Linked DNA regions of Mus musculus: region 2 is linked to region 1. Evidence: chromatin contacts called from public promoter capture Hi-C data. All regions are on one chromosome and are shown on one strand. The core of a region is the stretch at or near the end of the contact, and the rest is flanking DNA. Distances in the headings are between cores, read along the strand shown.

What was found. Promoter capture Hi-C pulls out the DNA fragments that hold promoters and counts their contacts.
Region 2: a contact with region 1 is called in a promoter capture Hi-C map of embryonic stem cells, with 4 times the contacts expected there. The contact joins the promoter of Gstk1 here to the promoter of Trpv6 in region 1. A contact is called at or near these places in 8 of 39 promoter capture datasets (the 3T3-L1 cell line, the C10 cell line, the HPC-7 cell line and 5 more), 1 of 484 Hi-C or Micro-C datasets (embryonic stem cells) and 1 of 115 datasets of contacts at active chromatin or transcription factors (stem cell-derived neural progenitor cells).

What each region holds. Positions count from the first base shown.
Region 1 is chr6:41,635,049-41,640,579 of GRCm38.p6, forward strand. Trpv6 (transient receptor potential cation channel, subfamily V, member 6) reads right to left here and starts at 1,357. Exons shown (of 15, transcript NM_022413.4): 1 at 935-1,357. The coding sequence starts at 1,182.
Region 2 is chr6:42,242,863-42,247,944 of GRCm38.p6, forward strand. It overlaps Gstk1 (glutathione S-transferase kappa 1), which reads left to right and starts at 3,073. Exons shown (of 8, transcript NM_029555.2): 1 at 3,073-3,231; 2 at 3,688-3,769; 3 at 3,949-4,077; 4 at 4,622-4,722; 5 at 4,872-4,907. The coding sequence starts at 3,160.

The sequences.
Region 1 (5,531 bases), core at 107-2,606:
GACAAAAACTTTCTGCCTTTCCTCTGTGAATACACATGCTACCTGTCACTGAATTGCCTTGGAGGGAAGCCACAAAAGCAGGACTTCCTTTTAGCATGTCACCAAATGGATGTGGAACCCCAATGGCAATGTCAGAGAGAAGAGTGCTCACAGGTTGGGCCCAAGATCCAGTGGATCATCCATTTTCCTGCTCTCAAAGCCAACTCTAAGATGCCATGAGTCAGGAGTGGCTACCAAGTAAATAGAAGGAAGTCTACTTTTAGCAGATAGAATCAAAATAGGAGATTTTCTAAGGGCTTAAACTCCAGACTCTCTCCCAGTCCCCCTAGCCTGAAAGATAGCATGGTGAGCATCTTTGGCATTGAGCCCAGGAGTCCATGCCAACCCATGAATAGAGGGGGAAGACACTCCAGGCTGCAACCGAGCATTGTTGGTTCTTTAAACTCAAGTAGCTGAGACAGATGCACAGGAATGATATGTATTTTCATATTTTTTGCCATCTTTTCTTACCTCTTTATTTATTCAGTCACTCATTCATTTCCACATGCATGCTTCTATATAAAATGTGTTTCTGTTATAGTCTGCTGTAGGGGCATGGAGTAGAGATACATAAGATATTACGCTGCCACCATCACCTTTTGGGGAGATAGCTTACAAGGGGGTAGTGAGATGCCTGGCTACTGGGGAAGTACTCACAGGAATCCTGCAGAAATGAATGGTACCTTAAGGGAAACTAACAACTGTGCCCAGGCAACTTCCCACCTGACATTCTGGCCAGCTAGGCTCACAGGCTAAGGCTCAGGAGACGGTGCTAACAAGGGGCACAAACTGTCCAGACAGGGTGCTAAGAGAAGACTCAAGCAAGCCAGGAGGGGTGGGGTGTAAGCCCTGCTGCTGCAGAGGTAGAAGACGCAGAAGCAGATGGCAAACTTACCTCTTCTGCTGCAGCAGGTTCTGCTCGTCTCGGCTCTGAGCCCAGGACTCTTGTCTGTGGAACCATCTGCAGAACTTGTTCCATAGGCAGAGTATTAACCCCTTCTCCTTGGGCAGGGACCACCCCATGGGGTGGAAGGCTGGTTCCTTGGGGGGCTGAGGCTGATGCCAGACCCCAACTGGGCTCGACCCTGGGGCCACATTGGCACCCCCAAGAGCCGGCCTGTCCTCTCTCTGTAGAGGTCCCGTCTCCTGTCTTCTGTCTCCTACTTCACCTGTGGAGCTGCTGAGGCTTCCCGTGGCTGCCCCTAGGAGCCTGAAGAGGGCTCCTGCTTTGTTCCTCTTGGCCGGGCTGGAAATCTGCTGGGCTTGTGTCTCTGGAGCTCCTGTTGGGAGTGAGCAGGAGCTATGTGGGCACTCCCTCCCTCCTCCCAAATTACCTGAGATTTAAAGAGACAGGCCCCAAAGTCCTGCCTACTGAGACCATGCGTCAGCTGCAACTCTCTCCACCCTGGAACTCTTCCCCTGTTCTTAGGTCTTCAAAGAGATTAAAGAGCTGGCCCCTGGACTTTGGGATACCCAGTGACCTTTTTCTAGGAAGGCTGGGACAGGTCAGGCTCATTGCAGGATGGAGGAACTTCTGTCTGTTTTTACTGAAGGTCTGGGTTTTAAGTTCTCTTGACTCTCAGGGTTAAATGTCTCACCTGGCCCTGAACAAATATATAAATAGCAAAAATCTCACCCACTTTGAGTTAGCACTGGTTTCTGTAAAGTACCAGACACTACATGTAAGTATTTTAGGCATTATAAACCCAGTATAGTCTTTTCTCTTTGGCTGTGGGTGGTCTCCATTATCACCATTTAATGATGTAATATCCATCCCCAAGCTAGTGAGTCAGGGTATAAAATCTAGTGGTGGAAGATTGGGATTTTTCTAGGGGTAGGTGGGTTACCAAATAAGACACAGGTTGGTCCCAGTGAGGTGGCACCAACCTGTAATTCCAGCCCTGTATATGTAGATGCAGAAAATGGAAAGTTGGAGGGCAGCCTGTGCTACACAGGGAAACTTTGTCTGGAAATTAAAGCTATAAGAATGCCTAGATAATTTTTTTCAATAAATATAAATATTTTATATGCTCTAGAGCATTTTATCTAGCAACCTCCCCATAAAGACATTGGGTCATTGCCACTGGCACTAGGCGCAACAATTGAGTGTGTCTCCACAAACTCACGTGGAACCTATAAGGCAGTTACTATTCATATTTTGCCCATGGAGATAATAGAGGTTCCAAGTGCTAGAGCGAATCCTTGAGGTCTGAGAAGTGAGAAGTGAAACCCAAACTCACCTGGTGCTCTGTAGTCTGCCCTGTTTAGGCTTTTTCATGCACTCACGCTAATAGGCAAAATGATTTCTGCCAGAGTTAAGACTTCCACAGACAAAGTCACAGGCATCCTGGGTCGCAGCAGCAGGAGCAGCAGCAGCATTGAACTGCAGCAGGGGCCAACCTGCAGATAAATCTGGCTTATTTGCCTTATGTGGAAGAACCTCTGCCTCATTCAAAATTCTTCTGCCTCCCAGGGGGCTCAATTATCTGGGATGGCAGATGGCTGTTGAAGTCACAGGTGTCTGTATGTCACTCTCCAGCTTCAGCTTGTTGTTTTCTATGTCTGATTCAAAGATCAGGAAGGCTCAATATGTGTGTGTGTGTGTGTGTGTGTGTGTGTGTGTGTGTGTGATATGCCTGTGCTCTGGGTGCTATATTGTGTATACAACATGTGTTTGACATATGGTATGTATATTTTATATGCACCTTTGATCTGTTTGTGGTGCTTCTTGTATGCAAGCTTCGTGTTGACTATGATACTGTATGGGGGTCTTATGTATGTGTATGTAGGATATGCAATGTATATATTTTTTGTTTATTGGCATTGTATGTATTGCATGTTTAATGAATGATACATCCATGGAATATATGCTTTTCATGTAATGTACACGGTACATGAAATACGTGTTTATGTTTTATGCTTAATATGCATGTAATAATGGTATGTTGTATGTATGTGTTTAGTATCTAGGTGTGGTATGCATGATGTAGTATGTGTTTGCTTGGTGGGGTGTGCCATATGTATTGTGTGGGACTAAGTTTGCATGACCAAGCTCAAGCATATGTGTGGGGGGATTTCTTGGGAGCAAAAGTAAGGTAACTGTGTGGGTGGGGTATGGAAAGGCCACCTTCAAAAGGAAAGCTGCTTGTGTTCCTGCTCTTGGGCCTAAGGCCAGGCCATACAGCCCTGAGCAAACAATGCACTTCGATTAGCTGCCTTCCCCACCCACCTAGGGTCAGTGAGTTCGAGCTGGGTGGGGGGAAGGCTAGAATCCAAACCTTGAACCCAGGACCTTTGTGCCCATTAAGCCAAGTGTTTGTCTGACGCTGACCAACTCCACCTTCTCTGTTCTTTTCAGCTCTAGGAAAGGACCCCAGTTTAGTCACCAGCGGGTGAGTGGACAACACAGCCAGGCTTCTATCATGCTGTGGAATGAAATGATAGAAAGTCAGAAGGAAGAAGTAATTTTCTAATATCTTTCCTCTTTTTGCTTGGCTTCCTTCACTTGGCTTTGTTGTCAGACGGGTAGTGCTACAGATGGGACATTGACAATAGTATCAAAATGAGTAGAGGTACAATTGGGGTGACTTGACAGTCACAAATTTGGACATCAAAATTCTCTCTTTTTGTAGCCCACATCACATTCTTAGGGCAGAATGAGGCTGTAGACTATTGTCTTTATCCAAGGTCTGACACTGGCACCCCCATCAGGCCCTTCCAGTCCTGCAGTTGACAGGTATGTCCCCCTATACCTCCTGGACTTCTGGTTTTGAGGGGACAGAAAGCATCTGAAGATCACAGTAGCTTTGTCCCCATGCCACCACTGAGAGAGGAATTAGTTTGACCTCCTAGAGCCAAGAGATACTCTCATGTTGCATGCTATCTGTGTTTGAGTGAGGGGCACACACAGGCTATCACAGGGATTGGTCTGAAGTTGTGAGACTTGTAATCTCACTATTTCTAAATCCTGATGACAAGCCTGAGGAGACTTGTGACACCGAGCCTGCGATTTAGCATCCTCTACCATGGTCAGCAGACGACAAGTCTAGAACAGGCCAAGGCACTGCACAGGAGCAGTTCATTCTGTCTGTTTCTTTTTGCTTTGAACTTAACCTCCACTCCCATTATATGCTGGGGTGATGGGGAGGCATCAAAATATTAATGACCCCCTCTAGGGGTCACATGAAGTGGGGCTAGAGAGGTTAATGAGATTATATGTGTCTATCTGGGCTTCTGTGTGAGAATGGGCCTGAAATACCAGATTCTGCATTTGGTATGGTTGCTGAACCTAGGTACTGTGCATTCTGGAATAATTTGTTTTCCTGTAGGACCTGATGCATGCATCTTTCAATGCTTAGCAACTTCTGAACCTCTAGTCCCTAAGTGACAATAGTCTCCCTTGCCAACATCTTCAAGAAGCAAAATCAACTTTCATTGAAAGCCACTGATAGAGTATAAAGTATGTGTGTGCTTTATACTTGGCTAGTGGGTAGGCAAAAATTGCTTTGGATATATATATGATATGATATATATGTAGCATACAATGTGTGCTTCTGTGTATGTGTGTTGTATATGTCATAGTTTATGAAGTGTACATATAAGTTGAATGAAATGTATGTGGGGGTGGTACATACTATGTTTGGGTGTGGTGTGTACAGCAAGTAGAATTTGTAATACGTGCAGTGTATATACATGTGGGATATGCAGTATTATGTGCTATGTATGTATTTAACATATGCTTGCTAATATGTATATGTTGTACCTATGATGTATTGTTAGGGTATGTATGCATTTGGCATATGTTGTATGTATGTTTATTATATGTAGAATGTACATGTGTATGTGGTACATATATGTAGTTTTACTATTATGCAATCTATGTTTGTATGCCTTATATGTGTATGTGTTTGTTGAGTATGTATGTATTGTGTTATATGTATATGTAGTGGATAGTTTGTTCACATGTGTGTGTTGCACATGTATGGTATGTAGGCATGTATATCTATGTCTAAAGCTCTTTGTAGTCTCTGCAGAACTCTGTATTTCTGGCTTCATCGTCCTCTCCAGTTCTTCTTCTTTCTCTTTCTAGTGACTCTCTCTGCCCATGCTTCTTATTTTGGGCCCTCCAGGAAAATGTTTATAGGCAGTTTGTTCAGCAGAAGATCTGGACTGCTGATGGCTGGCAGACAGTGGGGTCTTTAGGGATGAAGCTAGGGCAGGACAGGGAGGAGAGAGAGGTCAGAACCGGTGCTCACTGAGAGTGGAGTTTGTTCCAGTCACTGGGTTCAAAAGCCCTGAATGCCAACTCATAAAGCCAGTAGAAGAGCTTGACAGGTTAGCAGGTGAACGGGCACATACCACACACACACACACACACACACACACACACACAAACACAGCACCACCCAGGGGCCACCATGTCTGATTAGGAGGGTGGCAAACTGGGCTCTCACGCTAACTCTGTTGCGTCCCTGTCTGTGACTAAAAGACAG
Region 2 (5,082 bases), core at 1,823-4,322, 610 kb after region 1:
TTCTTCCTGGCCAGTTGAGCGCGCGCAACAGATATATATACATATTGTGCATATATACATATTGTACATACATACAAACAGACAGGCATAAATAAACATTTGGTGGATGAAAAAGAGCACCAACAGCCACAAGTTATTTTATTTTCAGTCTTTTTATACTTTATTAGATAAAAGTCCTTTACAAAATTACCTCAAAAAAAAAAACAAAAAAAAAAAAAACAAAATTACCTCATAGATAAAATGTTACACAAAGGGGGAGTTTCAGAAGGACATCAGTAGTAAGTTGAACGCAGTGTTTCATACCATAAGCTCATTATAAGTTCAAATCATTTTCCATGGTCTGCTTTATCGTGGTGCACACCTGTGGCTTTACCCTTGGGCCTGACCTAGAATGAATGTTTTCCTTAATCACAAATCTGTTTGTGATTAAGCATATTTCTCTTGTTAGTGCAATTTATGAAAGCTGATTGTACTCCTTATTACAGACTTCACTTTCTATTCTATAAGGAGGGAACACATTCTGTTCTTGATTTTAGCTTTATTACATCTTTCAGGCAAAACTAAAACCATATCCTTAAACTTTCTTCCTAAAATTATATGAATCAAATCAGGAGTTGTATAAAGTCATTAGTACATCTAAACACCATTATTATATGAAAGTACATCTTCGTGTTGATCTGCAGGAAAATTGCCCCACAGGGTGAGCAGGAATCACTAGGTTATGTAATAGTGGCACGAAAGGCATAGAGCAGCAGGAACCAAGACTAAGTCTCTGGGCCACACCTCTCCATAGTGCACCCATCCTAGACGTGCAATATGGTAGTCTTATCTCCAAAAAAACTCACTTGCTTCCCATAGCCTTTCCTGGATGGCTTCTGTTAGAGAGCTAAAATCAACTTTTGAATAAAAATAAGCACAGATTATGTTTACTCATTTTTTACACCTACTAGATTTTGACAGACATATTTTTTAATTGTATGTAGCTGAGTATGTCTGTCTTTTACTGGGTTTTTTCCGTTTGATATTACAATTAGTCATGCTGTCTGTCATCCCAGATATGTATCAAGTGTTTGTCTGTAACTGCCTCAGCTGCTTCACTCATTTGTCTTCAACAGTTAAGTATTTGATGCTCCCAGTTTAACTGTGGTATATGTATCCAACTATATTTTACTAAAACCTCTCATCCTAATATCATTCATTGAATAATTAATCTTTTACTAAATTGAAAAGGCAGCTTATTTAAAGCTTTTCTGGGATTAATTTATGGCTCTGCTTATTGGGGTTTCAAATATAAGCATTGTCTCTACCTTATGTAAGAAGATAAAAATTTCATGCATAAATACCAATCTTTCCCTCCATCCTCCAATGTCTAGTAATTATTATTATTATGTTTAGTTCTTCTGTGGGTCCTTTGGCTACCTTATGTAGTTTTGTTTAACATTCTGTTTCAACAGCTCTAATCAGTGTCTAGGGTTCAACTGGATAAGTGCACAGCCAGTGACTCCAGTAACTGAAGGTTGTCTCTGTACCTCAAGTTTCCATTCAAAGAACTACAGTGTAATTTATTAAAGAAATAGAGAACTTATGAACCTGAGTTTCCCAACAAGCTGCTGGGTTTCATCCAATTATAAGCATCTAAGTTTAACGAACCACAGGTAGTCAACCATCAGAAGATCACGTCTTAGTACCACCAACTCCTCACCATGACCAGTTATTTCTGAGCCTTAATCACTTTTTCTGTCTGTAAATATTAAACGCCCACATTGCAGAGTGGCACTCTTTGAACCTCTCCTGATGCTACCTAATGTCTGAAGTGTTCTTTGCTAAAGGTACTCTAAGTTGTCTAAAGCTTTCTTTTAACACTAGCTATTACTCTCAGCAATATAATGGTGTAAGAAAATAAAAGTAAGTACATTTTTAACCTGTCAGTATGTGATGTGCGTATGTTTGAATATTACAATGTGGGCACCCCACATGAGGAGGTCTTTCCTTGTTGTCCACCTTGTTTAATCAAGGTTCTGAATATACAGCAGTATTATGTATGCTAAGATAAGTGGCCAGGGAGCTTCCAAGGACTCTCTTGTCTCTACCTCCTATCTCATAGTAGGAACACTGGGATTACAGATTAATGCTACTAAACACAGCATCATGTGTACTCTGAAGATCAAAAATCAGGTCAACACAGTTGCACCATTGACCCACTAAACCCCCTCCACAGACGAAAAGGGAATATATTTTTGTTTTTCCCCCCATATCATCTATAATACCAAAACTTTTAATAATAAATGATAACAATAGTATATGGTTCCAGGATATACAAAGCAACATATCAAGACCCCACCCCACTCCCCCAAAAACCCTAAATAAATGAATAATACTAGTAGCAGATGAAGTCCTGTGCCTTCCCTCTTGGGATGTAAGTCATCCTTTTGTTTAGTGTGTCCACACTGTATATATTACCTACCTCCATTTCTGTGACCACCTCCGTTATCAGATCAAGTGCTGTACTGATGAAATACTTATGTTCAAGTAACATTTTTATTATAATAAGGCACAAATTTTAGTGTGGCATGTTATGGTTCTTCTAGCATTCATCACTAATGTGCCTAATTTATAAGTTATAATTTACTGTGTGTAGAAAAAAAACATAATATGTAGAGTTTCATCTACAGTTTCAGGCATCCCCTGGGTGTGCTGTAATGTATAGAATGAAGATTTTTTAAAAGACCACTATGTCAACTGTCAAATTCATTCTAAACATTGTTCTTATCTCTGAGAAAGTGAATACAATAAAAGATGCAATTCGGAACTTCCATATTGCCGGTCTTTAAACGTCATCCAACGCAAATTTGGATCCTTGTGTATTGCCTTCTTGCTTGAGGGACAAAGTTCTAGAGCTGGCTGCACACACTTGAGATCCTTCTCTGGATCTGACCTTCCCCTTTATCTCAGACTCCGCCTTCCTCATCCGCTCTTGGTCTACCCGTGTACACCCCTGGGCCAGCCCTATAGGGCGGGGCCTCTCCCGGAGACTGCGCACTAGGGCCCTTAGCAGACCCGCCTGCAATTCGCGGACTACGATTGGCTGCTTGCTCTTCAGCTACCTAAAGCTCTTCGGCAGCCCAAGGCTTCAAGTTCACTTTCTCTCACCACTGTAGAATGGGGCCGGCGCCGCGCATCCTGGAACTCTTCTACGACGTGCTGTCCCCGTACTCCTGGCTGGGCTTTGAGGTGACACGGGGGAGCCGCCCGGGTTGTGGTCTGCGAGGCGAGTGCACAGTGGGGCACTGATCACCGGGCTGCAGAAATTCCAGTGGATGCCCTCAGGGTTAGCACAGGGTTCAGGTTCAAGTTCACTTTGTGCCTTTAAACGGACCGAGACTCCGCCAAGTAGGGTCCTGATCCTAAGGTCAAATATTCTCTTTCCACAGACCCTAGAAAGAACAGAGGCAACTCCAATGAAGCTAGGTCAAGTTCGGGGAGGGGGATCAGGGGCGCTAGGATGCTCTACGGGATGAAAACCGTACACTGGAGTAAGCATTCTGGTATCTATTTCAAAGAACTGAGAGTTTTGTCCTATTAAACCAACCAGTTCAGTGTGAAGTCCCCATCTCTGTCCAGCACTTAGAGGCAGAAGACAGCCCTCAAATGCCACACAAGCTCCCCTTCTTATCTCTGCACTTGTAGGTCCTATGCAGATACCAACACCTCTGGAATATAAAGCTGCAGTTGCGGCCCACTTTAATCGCTGGGATCATGAAAGACAGCGGTAAGCATGAAGAAGCTCCACCTCTCTGGGCAAGGAGGGTTGCTTTCTGTGGCCTGAGGGGCCTGTCCTGCACTGAGTATGCAGACCTCAGCCTAAACTAGTAGTTTGCTTTCTACTGGAGAGGTTCCAGTAGACCCTCATGTCCTCTCTCACCAGTTGTCTTAACTCTCCACTGCCAGGAAACCAACCACCTGCTATGGTTCCCCGAAAAGGCCAGTACATCTTCAAAGAGATTCCTCTCCTGAAGCAGTTCTTCCAGGTTCCCCTCAACATACCCAAGGATTTCTTTGGTGAGACTGTGAAGAAAGGTGAGGAGGAGGATGAAGAGAAGACTCGGCAGTTAAGAGCACCGGCTGCTCTTCCAGAGGACCTAATTTAATTCCCAGCACCCACAATGGTGGGTCACAACCACCTATAACTCCAGTTTCAGAGGAAACAGAAATAAATAAGTGAAGAGGGTCAGAAACACTGGGGAATGTAGTGGAGAGCAGTCCAGCTGAGGCTTTCATAGGATATCAAGAAATAAAACATGCTTGTGTGGGGAACCCAGCATCAGCTAGCCAAAAGAGAGGGATGGGAGAAGCAAGAACTGCATAGAGTAAATCCATTATGAGAAACTGGAATTAAAGACTGCAGGTGACGGAGCTTGGGGGAGTGTCTGAAAGAAGGATGAGCTTGGGGGCGTGTCTGAAGGAAGGATGAGCTTGGAGGCGTGTCTGAAGGAAGGATGAGCTTGGGGGCGTGTCTGAAGGAAGGATGAGCTTGGGGGCGTGTCTGAAGGAAGGATGACACGGTCCTCCATCAGGACAAAAGGAATAGGAATCTTAGCTCTACATGCCTCTGCCCCCACAGGAAGTATAAATGCCATGCGCTTCCTCACCACTGTAAGCATGGAGCAACCAGAGATGCTGGAGAAGGTGTCCAGAGAGATATGGATGCGTGTATGGTCTCGAGTAAGGGCTAAACTCTGAATCCTGGAGGGAGGGGACGGGGAGCTAGATGAGATTCTGACCTTGCCCGGGGCAATTTCCAGAAATAGGATCCTGCTGTCATACCGGTCTCTTTGCTATTTCCTTCTGGCTAAATGTTCTCTTCTTCTTAGGATGAAGATATCACGGAGTATCAGAGCATTCTGGCTGTGAGTGTCTAGACTGGACTCCCTACTATTGTCACAGGGAATCTGAGAACAAAGAAGGGTTCTTAACGATTGAGAAAGTTAGTGTCTGAGGGGACAGGTTACTATAAAGTTGGGATGAAGAGGATTCTTTGAAGAATGTTCTGTGGGCTATGGTTGTAGCTCGTACTTAAGCGCA